2 separate regions of the Mus musculus genome follow, and region 2 is linked to region 1. Evidence: chromatin contacts called from public Hi-C data. All regions are on one chromosome and are shown on one strand. The core of a region is the stretch at or near the end of the contact, and the rest is flanking DNA. Distances in the headings are between cores, read along the strand shown. Region 1 overlaps Lrguk (leucine-rich repeats and guanylate kinase domain containing). Region 2 has its middle 3.5 kb from the start of Gm32533.

Region 1 (6,216 bases), core at 2,472-4,971:
CTGAGAGAATGGTCAGAGCAGGAATAGGGTGACCAAAGAAACTAGGGGAGACAGGGAACAGAGGCTGAAGCCGACAGAGACTGGAAGGCTGGAAGAGCCAGAGAATGGAAACAGCTGGCCACTGTCACTGAAGAGTTCCAGAGCCCTGTCAAGTCTTTAGGGTCCAGAGTCAGCTACCACATGCCCTGGAATTCTAGCACTAGTCACTGTCAAAGGCTGAGAGAAACCCTGCTAACCAGGCCTTACTGGAAGCTGCGGTGCCAACTGCTGCCAAAGGCTCTCTATGGAGGTCTGACCTCCCAGGCTACACGGGAGCCTACACAAGGCTTGCAGGGGCTCTAACAGCACAGGGTGCTGTATGCTGCTGTTCCCACGTGTGCCGTGCTGCAGGCTGCCGTCAAACACTGAGGGGAACAAAAGCAGCCAGACTGAGAGAGCCTGCACTGCTGAACGTGATGACTATCTGGGCCGAGCCAGCCGACTCGTAATAAAAGCATCGTTTCACTAAAAAGCCAAAGTTGGATAGGCAAGAGGAAAACATTATCACTTTTTCAGATAGACTTATGCTGCTGTAACAAAAGAAACACAACAGCCATGGCTACTTAGAGCAAAGGTGCTGTGTGTGGTGGCTCATGCCTGAGCTCCCAGCTTCCGGGAGCCTGAGGCAGGAAGGGAAGGAGTTCAAGGCCAACTGGAACTGCACAACAAGACCTACGTCTCCAAACCAAAGAAATAATAATCAATTAAAATCCTATTTTTAACCTAAGAAAGTAAAATGGGTGGGCAGTGGTGGTGAACACCTTTAGTCTCAGTCACTTGGAAGGCAGAGGCAGGCAGAGTTCTACAAGTTTGAGGCCAGCCTGGTCTACAGAGTGAGTTCCAGGACAACCAGAGCTACACCGAGAAACCCTGTCTTGAAAATCCAAAAAGAAAAGAAAAGAAAAGAAAAGAAAAGAAAAGAGGAGAGGAGAGGAGAGGAGAGGAGAGGAGAGGAGAGGAGAGGAAAGGAGAGGAGACGGGACGGGACGGGACGGGACAAGACATATGTCCAAGAAAACAGAAGGAAGCTGCTCTTTGAACATAAGTTTTCAGCAAAGCTCTCGAGGTTATGTTGCTGGAGCATCTTTTGGCAAGGCCGGCTATACAGACACTTGTCTGTGTTCCAATGCAGAGACACCCATACTCGTAGTCTGCATCTGCCCTCTCCGTTAGCTCTCTCTACATCGTTCAAGTGCGGTGGCAACCACTTACCGGATGTGATTAGTGTACTGATAAGTATACCTTGAGATTTTGGGGTGGTTTGAAATTGAAGAAGGTAGTCAGCTTGTTCTGAGAAGCATTTAGTTCTAGAAGATACGGCATGCAGCTCACACAAGACAAATCTGGGGGCAAAAACAGCAAACCAATAAGATACTGGGAAAAGCCATTAAGCACGTTATATCAGAACACATATATTTTTCCCCCAGACAGGATCTCACTGTGTAGCCCTGGCTGTCCTGGAACTCCCTGTAGACCAGGCTGACCTAGAACTTAGAGGAATCTGCCTGCCTCTGACTTCCAAGTGCTGGGATCAAAGGACTGTACTACCACACCTGGCCCATGTCGGCATAAATTTTAACGGGTACAAACACATCTCTAATATTTCAGCTGAGTCAAATTAATAAAATCAGGAATGTGTGAAGTACTTTTTTTCTCAAAGATATATTTATTTATTTTATGTATCTGAGAACACTGTAGCTATCTTCAGGCACACCAGAAGAGGGCATCAGATCCCATTACAGATGGTTGTGAGCCATCATGTGGTTGTTGGGAATTGAACTCAGGACCTCTGGAAGAGCAGTCAGTGCTCTTAAGCGCTGAGCCATCTCTCCATCCCGTGAAGTACTTTTTAAAGTGTAGGACAGACCAAAGCAGGCACGTCTGGGGTCTAGGGGAAGGCAGAGGGTAAATAAGAGGTAGAGGAACCACAGGGCACACTTTGTTCTGATGTGTCCTAATAGTACCCAACACAATCTGAGCTGACTTAAAGAACCAGTGGTTCCTCTTTCTCCTCTAGGCCCTACCCACTCCCTCCATCTCCTGTATCTCTAGGATGCCCGGGTAGCCAGTGGCTGCAGCCCCTTGCATGGCCCCGCTTATTTTTCCCACAATCTGCTAACCCCTGAGGACTTCAAATATTACCAGCCTTACAGGAAGGGATGAGAGACTGTAAAGCCTTAGATAATCCTCTTGATAATTAGCTCCTAAATGACTGAATTAGGTCTTTTCAGAAGATTGGAAATACCACAATTAGGGAAGTCTCAGTTGCAAATTCAATTTTGTTGTAGTTGGACTTAATCCTAAATCTCATTAATTATTCGAGGTGATTTAGAGCATTGCTTGTTATTGTGCCTTGACTCCGGATTGGTTCAAACTCACATCTGAGCTCGGCATTTTATCCCACGCAGGTAGCCCCAAACGTGACGCTAAGGAGAACTCTGCGCTAACGGAGTTCACGTGTAACGGAATTACAGGCGAGCTGGGGCTGGGAGCCAGCGTTTGCCATTCTTTGTTGCAGCCCAGTATTCCTGGGCACCAGAATGAAAGAATCCACACAGTAGACGTTCTAGCCTTGTCTGTATAAGAGACTTGTTCTCCACCAGAAAGAGGTGTGGTGATAGCACCCTCTTTCTCTCTCAGTCTGAAGGAAACGACAAATCAAGGACAGTCGTGCCAACCGCAGGCAAAGCCAGGCCAAGTGACACAGACACACGCAGAGAGGCGGGCATACCAGCTGTCTTGGGCAGGATTGGCGGGCAGTGAGAGATGGCTCTGCCATCCTACATTTTGTGAGGGTTTGAGTGGGAAATATTCCCCCCAGTCTTGGGTGTCTGAATGCTCGTTCTCCAGCTGGTGGCTGTCTGGGTAGGTTTGGGAGGTGGGGCTGGCTGTAGGAAGTGTGTCACTGGGGGAGGGCTTGGAGGTTTTAAAAGCCACACACCATCCCCAGTCAACTCTGCTTCCTGCCTGAGGTTCCAGATGTGAGCTCTCCACTCTCAGCTCCCACTGCGGTTGCCATGCCTGCTGTGTGATGTCTCTGTCACTATGGGCTCTAAACCTCTGGAACCTTAACATAAACTCTTTCTTCTGTAAGTTGCTTTGGTCATAGAATTTATCACCAAAACAGAAAGCCAGTTAATATGCCTGATCAAGAGTCTGGGAAGCCAGAAAATCTCACCAACTTCTACTTCACTTCTCTGGATCAAACAATACTGCAGTTGCGAGCACCTCTCAAAGAGGTAGGTAATTCACTGGGTATTAGCACTTTGTTAGAAGTCAACAGGCCAATCAAGGAAGGTTGCCTGTGAGACAAACCCTATGGGGAAGTCAAACACTTAACAGTTTATACCTATCAGCCCATAAACCTATCAGCCCATAACCTGCCCATTCTGCAGCCAGCTGCATGTCTGTTAAAAGTTGTCTCAATTCTATTAGTTTCCACCGAGCCTGAACTCCTGCTGGGGTTCATCCTTAATGCCAGTCGCATGGATATCTGTTTTAGAGTAGAAGCATCAGCTAATATTTGGACAGATACAACGAGATGGTAACTATATCTCATACTCTGTATAAGACACTCACACAGTCACTCACTGTCACACATACAGACACTCATACACTGTGACAGAAACAGTCCCTGGCTTGCTAACTTCTATGTCGTCCCTCCTTGGTGCAGTAACCTCTTTGTCCACCAGATGGCAGAAGCACCTTGCGTCTACACCAAGGGTTCTAAACCAGCAGTATTGGCCTCACCCTCACTTACTGCAAATGTAAATTCTCAACCCTTCCCCCCAATTCCACTGAGTCAGAAACTCTGCAGGTGGGGTTCAGCAACCTGTGTCCTAACGGCTCCCACTCTAGCACAAGTGAGTCTGTTGAAAGTCGAAATGTGGTCTACCTCAGGATACTTGTAAGACTGACGTCAGTACCCCCCCCACACACACACACACACAAAACCATTCTGCAATCCTGACACGTGGCAGACTCTCAGACTCCCGATGAATTAATACAGTGGGTCATGGAGAACCAGAGGAGTGGTCTTCACAGAGAGAAGTGTGGCGTGAGCGTCAGGGCATGGAGCTAAGTCTCTGGCATTCAGCACAGTCGGAGCCTCTCACGAGGCTGCAATTTCTTCAGTAAAGGTGGAAAAGCAACCTTGGACACATGGGGTGGGCAGAGCATAATCAACCTGGGAGGCATCGGGTGGGCAGGCCACTGCGCCACTAAAATGCCTTCCTAATGGGTGGATCGTCTCATAGTCTGGGATCTGCTTTGAAGTAACACGGAGGAAGAGGGACAGGGAGGGTCACACTTGTTACGCCGGAGCCTCAGTACTCATCCCAGACATTTCTCGGCTCATGCATTTGTTTGCAGTTTCCTAAAGTGAGTTTATTAAAACTTGAAAAACAACAAACCAGGCTTTTGAGCAGGGCTACCTGAAAGAGCACAGTGCTTCCCAGCTCTCAGTGCATGGACTTTGGTTATCAGAGTCAGCTGAGGGGGGCTGGGAACTGCAATGGAGAGACCATTGTCGGTGCCTTACGGGTTTCTGCTAAGGCAGGTAAAAGACAAGAGGCAAGCAGAAAGACACTCAGTGGAGAAAGCGGGTCAGAAATAAGTATTCGCTTGTTTCTCTAGGAATCTAACAGAAAAAATGGACACAGTTCCATCAAAGATCAGAAAATCAGAAACAAGAACCGGGCTATGAAGAAAACCTGACAGTTACAGGACTACATTCCTTAAGTGTGAAGAAGGAGAGTCTACTGATAAATACATGGACCTGCAGACGGTGTGGTCAGAAAAGCTGGTGGTGGAGCACATGGGGAGGGGAAGAATGACTCTGGGAAGCCCTGGTGTTTAGATATTAAAAATAGGAGGAGCTAGCTAGGATGGAACCGCAAAAGCAAGCCAAAGGCGGGGGGTGGGGGGGGGGTGGGGGGGGGGAGGCTGATCCATTTGAGCTGATACAGCTGAAGGGTGTTGTCCATACCGGGAGGGCCTGATCTTTTCTTTGGGGAGGCCAAGGGGGATGGGCCTGGGAGAGAGGGGAGGGGAGGGGAGGGGAGGAGACTGTGGAAAAGGAAGGTATGGCGGTCCGGATATGATGTATGAGAGATGAACAAAAACAAATAAAAGGCATCATCAAACAGTCTGCCGGGGGGGGGGGGGGGGGCGGCATTGCCCTCACTCACTCCCTTCCTCCCTGCCTCCCTCCCTGGACAACAATGAATCAATATGTAAATTGATCTACAAATCACTTACATCAAATTCAGTATTATTAAACTACATTAAATTCCATATGCAGCCTGTAGATTTCTGTACTAGCTCGGCGATCAGTCTCCTCAAGCGACAGTCACGTACCTTCGATTCTGTTTCCCGAAAGATTCAACTTCTGCAGGTGGACATAGCCACACAGAATGCTGATGTCGACCAACTCACAGTGCTGAGGGGACGAAGAGGGAGAGGGGCTTAAATATGGCCACTCTTGTTTGTGTGAGCCTTCCTGCAACATCTAGAAACAACACTGGTGGAAAGAAATTCGGAATTTCTTTCAAAAGCATAGAAGAGCCGGGCGGTGGTGGTGCACGCCTTTAATCCCAGCACTCGGGAGGCAGAGGCAGGCGGATTTCTGAGTTCGAGGCCAGCCTGGTCTACAAAATGAGTTCCAAGACAGCCAGGGCTACACAGAGAAACCCTGTCTCCAAAACAAAACAAAACAAAACAAAAAAAAGTATAGAAGAGAGAAATGAAACCTAAGACCCTCTACTAATGGGACTCCAAAGTAGACTACAGATCCCACCAAAAGAAAGTATTCTTTCAGAAGAAACACTAGTCTGTCGTTGTAGTGGTGCAGGCTTTTAATCAAGGCAGAGGCAGGTGAATCTCTGTGAGTCTGAAGGCAACCAAGGCTACCCAATAAGACCCTGACTCAAAAAGAAGAAGAAAAAATAATTTATCAGCGTAAGAAATTAGTGTTATCAGCAAGAGCAAATCTGGTGAAAAGATAAACAGTTCGTGAGAACTGTTAGGCGGAGTTTGAAATAAAAGTTATAGCAATAAAGATCACATTTTCATCCAGCCAGAGAAAAGCAAACGCTGGGAGTTTAAATGAAGTCTTAAGGGACATCACATGCCGTGAGGCTATCACTAACACACGCTGCAGAAAGAAGCACAGAGAGG
Region 2 (6,216 bases), core at 1,591-4,090, 150 kb before region 1:
TATTTTGTATTTAATGAGCTGTAACCATTGCTCATATTTATGGGGGACAGTGTGATTCTTTTGTATATGTGTACATACCTAGCACATCAGAGTAGTTTGTGTATCTATTATCTGAAGCCTTTATCACCTCTTTAGGGTGAGACTATTATAATTTTATTCTTTTGGCAAATTTGAAATACATAATAAATTCAGAATTATTAACAGGCATTACAACAGGCCACTAAAAGTTATTATTTTTTATTCTAGCTGAAACTTTGTACTCTTTGATCAGCATCTTCCGTTCTCCTCCCTTTCCCCTTCTCCCCAGCCTCTGTGAGGCTTTCTAGTCTCTGCAAATTTTCATTTTTAATAAAAATCCCGACCACCACATTGATGCCTTGTGGGAGTTGGAGTCAATATTAATTCTGAGTTCTTTTCATTTGCGGTGAACTGCTTCCCTCTACCCTCCCTCAAAGAAGGAGAGAAGGGGAGGGCAAGGTGGGTTTGTGGCGTGCCTGCTGGCTTCCCTGCCTCATGAGCAGATTCTACCAAGGCTTGGGGACACTGATACCTGCCTGCCCAGAGCACCCTGATGTCACCCGCAGCTAGCGAACAGCTCAAGGATGGCAGTTACAAACGCTACATGTGAAAACCAAAAATCCTGATGGCACATCAGCAAAAATCTGTGGGAGGCTTTTCCATGACCGGAAAGTGGGCTGGAACACGCAGTTGCCGTTTCGCACCCCAAGTTACTTATTCCTGACAAGCCGTCTGTCAGAGTAAGAGATCTGAAGGGCCCCGAATAAAACCTTCGGGTTATGTAATCGCCTGGCCTGGCCCTTAGGAGGTCGCACTGAAAAGCCCCACATCCAGTTTTGTCGCTGTCTGTAATAACTTATCAAAATGCCATCAGTGCAAAAAAAGAGGAGACAATATTTGTCACAAAGAACTCAGAAGACTCGGAGAGCTCTGTAGGAAAAATCAAGTCAGGGAGCAAGATGGGTTACGTGGTTCCGACTCTGCTCAGCCTCTCATACTGGGGGCGGGGGAAGAATGTTCCTTAGCTTTGTTTTATACATAAATATGTATATGTATATAATGTATATGTATATAAAATAAAATATACAATATATGTGGTATATGGGGTATATATTGTATATATAATGTAATGTTATTTATATGTATATATACACACACACATATATCCTATATATACCATATATACCATATATCCAATATATCTCATATGGCCAGGGCAGACTAATAAATGCAACCACAGTGCAAAATATCTGGCATGGTCCAAGCATGGGAGTGCTGTTCAACACATGTCAGCTTTAAGAATTTTGACATATAATAAAGGAATGAATGTGCTAGCACAGGGAGATACTGGGTGTGGTGTGCCAGGCACAGGTTTGGGCATAAGAAGTGCACCCCAAATTACTGGTACTTACTACCAAATGGGAGAGACTATCCATAAGAACTAATTAAAAGAATTGGGTTGGGCCTGGAGAAACAACTTGTTGGTTAACATCATCTGTGGCTCTAGCAGAGGTCCAGGTTCTGTTCCCAGCACCCACACAACAGCTCACAATTGCCTCCCATTTCAATTCCAGGAGATCTGCTGCCCTCTTCTGGTGTCTATAAGCACTGCATGGTACACTTACATGCAGAGAAACTCTCATATATATTTAAAATAAAAATGAATAAAGTTTTTTTTTTAAGACTATCAATGTCATTTTTAAGAAATCAGAGCAGGCTGACTTCAGGTGCTCAGGAAAGACCTTCCCCGAGGAAGGAACATAGTAAGCACAGAATTAAAAGAAAGAAGAAGCCCAGTCTTCCCAGCCAAGATGGCGCTGTCACAAAAGGAACCCAGCATGGCTTGAGAGCAGTTTGTCCAAGAAAGAGCAGGAGGTGGGGACCAGCCCACAAGCTGGAGTGCATTGAGGAGTCTTGCCAGATTCCTGGGTGACAGTCTCAGCCATGATGAGGCCAGGGGCCGCTTGGGCCAGCAGTTAGAACTGTCATGAATGTAGCCACTGGAATCAAACAGATCTGGGTTTTCGAAAGTTTCACAACCTGCTGCCAGGTTTGGAAAGCTGCTGATCCCTGTAAGCCTCACCGTCTCCATCCATAAACTCGATAGTGCATGAACAATCCCTCCCGAGGGGGTGTAAGCTGTGCAGAAGGGCCAGAACAAGGGCTTACACCTCTGCCAGCATTACTAAAGCCAATGGTGGCATGCTCTGGGCCATTCTTATGCCTTTCAATAAACGTGCATTAATTTCTTACACTGTAATGTACATCCCTCTATTTCCTATGCTTGGGCTGGCCACATAGCCAGACTTTTCGTGAGATTTGCAGACATACAAAATAGCAGTAACTTTTTCACCAGACTTACAACTCAATTCAGAAGGCAGGAGCTGAAAGGGAAACAAAATATGCCTTTGAATTTCCAGCCTGCCTGTCAAGAAAGATTATCACTAAAGCTATAGACACACGCCATGGAGACCTCTGCCCCTCACTTATTTTGAAGTTCCGTCTTACGTGCTCAGGCTGCAGAGAGATAGAAAGGACGATGGCCAGAGGCCAAGAGGATAAACATAATAAACACAGCAATAGCGTGAGACATGACAAAAATAAAAGGTACAGAGAGGGTTAGAAGAACTTAATGATGGAACCTAGGAATCTATCCGTTCCCTGCGTTTGCTTGGTTAGAGATGAATTCACAATACAGATGTTTATGTGTGAGCATCTCAGTTAGGCATTATGATGGGAGCTGAGCACACACAGGGGCAGAATGTCATCCTTGCTCTCATGGAGAGAGCATTAGCTGTGCTGAGAAAACTGGTAAATGCTAGGCTGGGATTGCATACCAGACACTAGAGGGCAGTGGTGGAGCATGAATGGGTCACCATCCAGCAGTGCAGGCTTCCTGGAAGAATGGGGGCTTGTGGTCTGGGGTGCTTGGTTGAATAGCCTAGTAAGGACCACCCCACTAATAACGGATGCCCAAAACTGCCCGAGGTGAGTACGCAACATACTCAGCTGTGCTCAGTGTACTGAATATTCGCTCAAACAGGTGAGGGTGTGGGTGTTTTCACTCAGGGTGATTTCAGTACAATGAATTTCAGTTCTAAAATAGATTTATGATCGGGAAACTCTTCCTCAGTTAGCATGAGCTCGTTGCTAGTGGCATTCAATCTTTAAAGAATCATTTTGATGGTATATAATCGCAATTTTATGGTATATAGTGTGTTATATTTTGTTGTGCACAAGTATTAAACTATTGCTTTGTTGTTGTTTTTTATATTTTCTAAAGATTTATTTTATTATTTTGTATATATGGGTGGTTTTCCAGAAGTCACAGAGCTGGGCCTTGAACCTGCAAGAACAGTAAGAGCTCTTAATCACTGAGCCAACTCTCCAGCTCCAAGACTAATTTTTTTTTCTTTTTGAGATAGGCTTTCTCTACGTGGCTCAGGCTGTCTTCAGACTCAAAGAGATCCTCCTGCCTCTGCCTGCTGAGTGCTGGGGTCAAAGGCAGCTGCCACCACTCCTGTCTTGGGTAAAGTATCTACTCCCTTACACTTGGCCTTGAGAATCTTTGAAAGTTATTGCTGGCCTGGGAAGATGGCTCTGTGGGCAGAGTGTTTACCATGCCTGTATGACGACCTGAGTTCCAATGTCCAGAACCCATGGAAAAAAACAGACAAGGTAGCACACATTCCCAGCATCCTCCTACTGAGGGATGAGAGACAGAGTAAGACTCCACCAAAACTCAGGCCAGCTAGCCAGGCCTGCAGAGCGGGAACAAGAGACTGTGTTTCAAGCAAGGTGGAATCCAGGCACCTGGAGCTGGCCACTGACCTCCACAAGTATGCCGCGGTACATGTGTGCACTCACACACACCATATGCCCACACATGTATACACACAGACACACACACATACGGGGGTGAGGGGAAGAGGGAGAGGGAGAAGGGCAGGGAGAGAGGAGAGAGAATTAATGCTATTAACACTTGTGAGGAACACAAACATAGGTGAGGTGATTAACTTCGCTTAGCTTTACCGCTAACAAATGGCTTGCTGTCTCCCTGCTGTAATAAAACACGGGACTCTATCTCTAGGTGGAGGAGTGACCTTTTCTCCAGTTAATCTAACAAGGCAGAAACGCCCCCTAGGTGGGAGGGTTCCTCTGAGGATAACATAGATTTTCTTCCCAGAATTTTTGCCACACTAGGGGCAACCCTGTGAGCCCCTGTGAGGTTCCTGTGGGTCTGCACCCCACTCCCATCCCCACTTCCCCCACCCCACCCATCTCGTCTGTCTTTTTCTTTCGGATGCTGGTCAGAGCCCACTGTGGTCTCCTCAATACTCTGTATTGCGTCCCGCTCGACCGGCAAGAAAGACGCAACAAACCAGAATCTTCCGCGGCAAAAGCTTTATTGCTTGCTTCTCAGGAAGATTCCGAACCGGGAAAATGGCGCTGCTTTTATAACCCGCAGCGTGACGTTTCAGCACCTGATATGGCGTGACAGCTCCCGATTCGTTGCTTGCCCATCACCCCACTATTACACCCCGAGAATGGGAGTGACTAGGAGTGAATTCACTCTTGCACCTGCGTACAAAGCTTGTTTACTAGTTAGGCACAGCGGAGGCCCACGCCATCTTATAATGGCGATTGCTCGCGGCACACACAGCTCTCCTCAGAGATTACTGGCGGCACACATGCGATTGCTCGCAGCACGTACCGGCTTTCCACAACTCTGGGCTTCCTTACTCTTTCTCTAAAGCTCCCCTCCAACCATGTGACTGACCTCTGTTCCCCTCTTTTCAAACAATATGGTTGTTGTTGTTTTCCTTCTCTTTTCCATACTATGCCTCCGTTCCCCTCCCTCCCCCCACCTCTAGGCAACTGTGAGATTGACAGTTTACCTGCTCTAGGCTTTTCCTTTTAGACTCTAATAAATTGGGCTCAATCTTCCATTAGAGTCTATTCTTAAACTCTGTTACTAATGAGACTAAGAATCTCAAAAAGGGACCCTCACTTTCCTGGTATCATTTGGAGGCTGAGTTGGGATTCTCCAAATTTTCTGGTGACACACCCATTTAGTTTGCTTAAGAATACAGTGCTATTCAACATATTGGCATTCATTATGGCAAGACACTGGGGAGCCTAAACATCCAAGAGAATAGACCTTGGATGTGGCTGAATAGAAGATGCCACGTCCACGAACCGAACACTTTCAGATGTTAAGAAGAGAAACGCGGGACCTGGTGTGGTGGCTCACATCCGTTATCCCAGCACACAGCAGACAGAGGTCGGTAGGAGGCTTGCCAGAAGATTTGCTGCAATTCAAGCCTAGTCTGGTTCACACAGCAAGTTCCAGCTAAGGCTACACGGTAAGATGATGTCTAGAAAGCCAAAGGAGCTGGTGGCACCATCACCAGGCTAATATGGAACCATCACCAGGCTAATATGGAACAGTTTCCAAGACAGATTAAGGAAAAATATTTGTGTTTAAAAAATGTATCTCTGCCTATTAGCTAATGAGAGAAATGCACAAAACTCAGGAACGGCAGAAGTATGTAAGGAAGGTAGTTAGTTGAGTTGTTGAGTTTCAAGGGAAGGGCTTACAATTTTAACCTTGTCATGGTTTGAATATGCTTGGCCCAGGGAGTGGCACTATTTGGAGATGTGTTGGAGTAGGTGTGTTTCTGGGACATGGGCTTTAAGATCCCCAATCCTAGCTGCCTGGAAGCCAGTCTTCTCCTAGCAGCCTTCAGATGAAGATGTAGAACTCAGCTCTGCCTGCACCATGCCTGCCTGGATGCTGCCATGCTTGCACCTTGATGATGATGGACTGAACCTCTGAACCTGTAAGCCAGCCCCAATTAAATGTTGTTTATAAGACTTGCCTTGGTCATGGTGTCTGCTCCCAGCAGTAAAACCCTAAGACAAACCTATTACATTTTTATGTCTTTTTGACTTTGCACTGTTGAATTATGAGCAAATTTATGATTTTTTTTTAGCAAAGAAAAAATAAGAAGATTCATCAACATAAAAGGTTAACACACTAGGGCAAGTGTCAAGTGAAGGGTGTTCTGAGACGGCCTCCTGCTCCTTTTAGTTCTGCTGCTTAGAGACTAATCAGAGTTCAGACACCATCAACCTAAAGAATTTGTTCTTTACTGTGCTTCTAAATGTAAAGTCAAAGAACAATTTGAACAGATA

The links. Hi-C and Micro-C count contacts between places; a contact is called where the count stands out from the background.
Region 2: a contact with region 1 is called in a Hi-C map of double positive thymocytes, with 4 times the contacts expected there. The contact joins two enhancer-like sites. A contact is called at or near these places in 3 of 39 promoter capture datasets (the C10 cell line, the HPC-7 cell line and cranial neural crest), 1 of 15 datasets of contacts at CTCF or cohesin (embryonic stem cells), 49 of 484 Hi-C or Micro-C datasets (8-cell embryo, the AML12 cell line, B cells and 29 more), 12 of 115 datasets of contacts at active chromatin or transcription factors (T-cell acute lymphoblastic leukemia, astrocytes, bone marrow-derived dendritic cells and 4 more) and 2 of 9 other capture datasets (macrophages and pancreatic islet).

What each region holds. Positions count from the first base shown.
Region 1 is chr6:34,038,571-34,044,786 of GRCm38.p6, reverse strand. Lrguk (leucine-rich repeats and guanylate kinase domain containing) reads right to left here. Exons shown (of 20, transcript NM_028886.1): 3 at 5,398-5,479; 4 at 1,282-1,382. Among named protein-coding and RNA genes, the nearest start is that of Gm38786, 12 kb to the right of the region's middle. Within about 2 kb of position 3,721, at least 27 of the 459 cell types and tissues checked have an H3K27ac peak or open chromatin away from gene starts, as enhancers often do. A contact at or near this core is called in T-cell acute lymphoblastic leukemia and double positive thymocytes, where this site is marked.
Region 2 is chr6:34,190,570-34,196,785 of GRCm38.p6, reverse strand. No RefSeq gene overlaps it. Among named protein-coding and RNA genes, the nearest start is that of Gm32533, 3.5 kb to the left of the region's middle. Within about 2 kb of position 2,840, at least 25 of the 459 cell types and tissues checked have an H3K27ac peak or open chromatin away from gene starts, as enhancers often do. A contact at or near this core is called in T-cell acute lymphoblastic leukemia and double positive thymocytes, where this site is marked.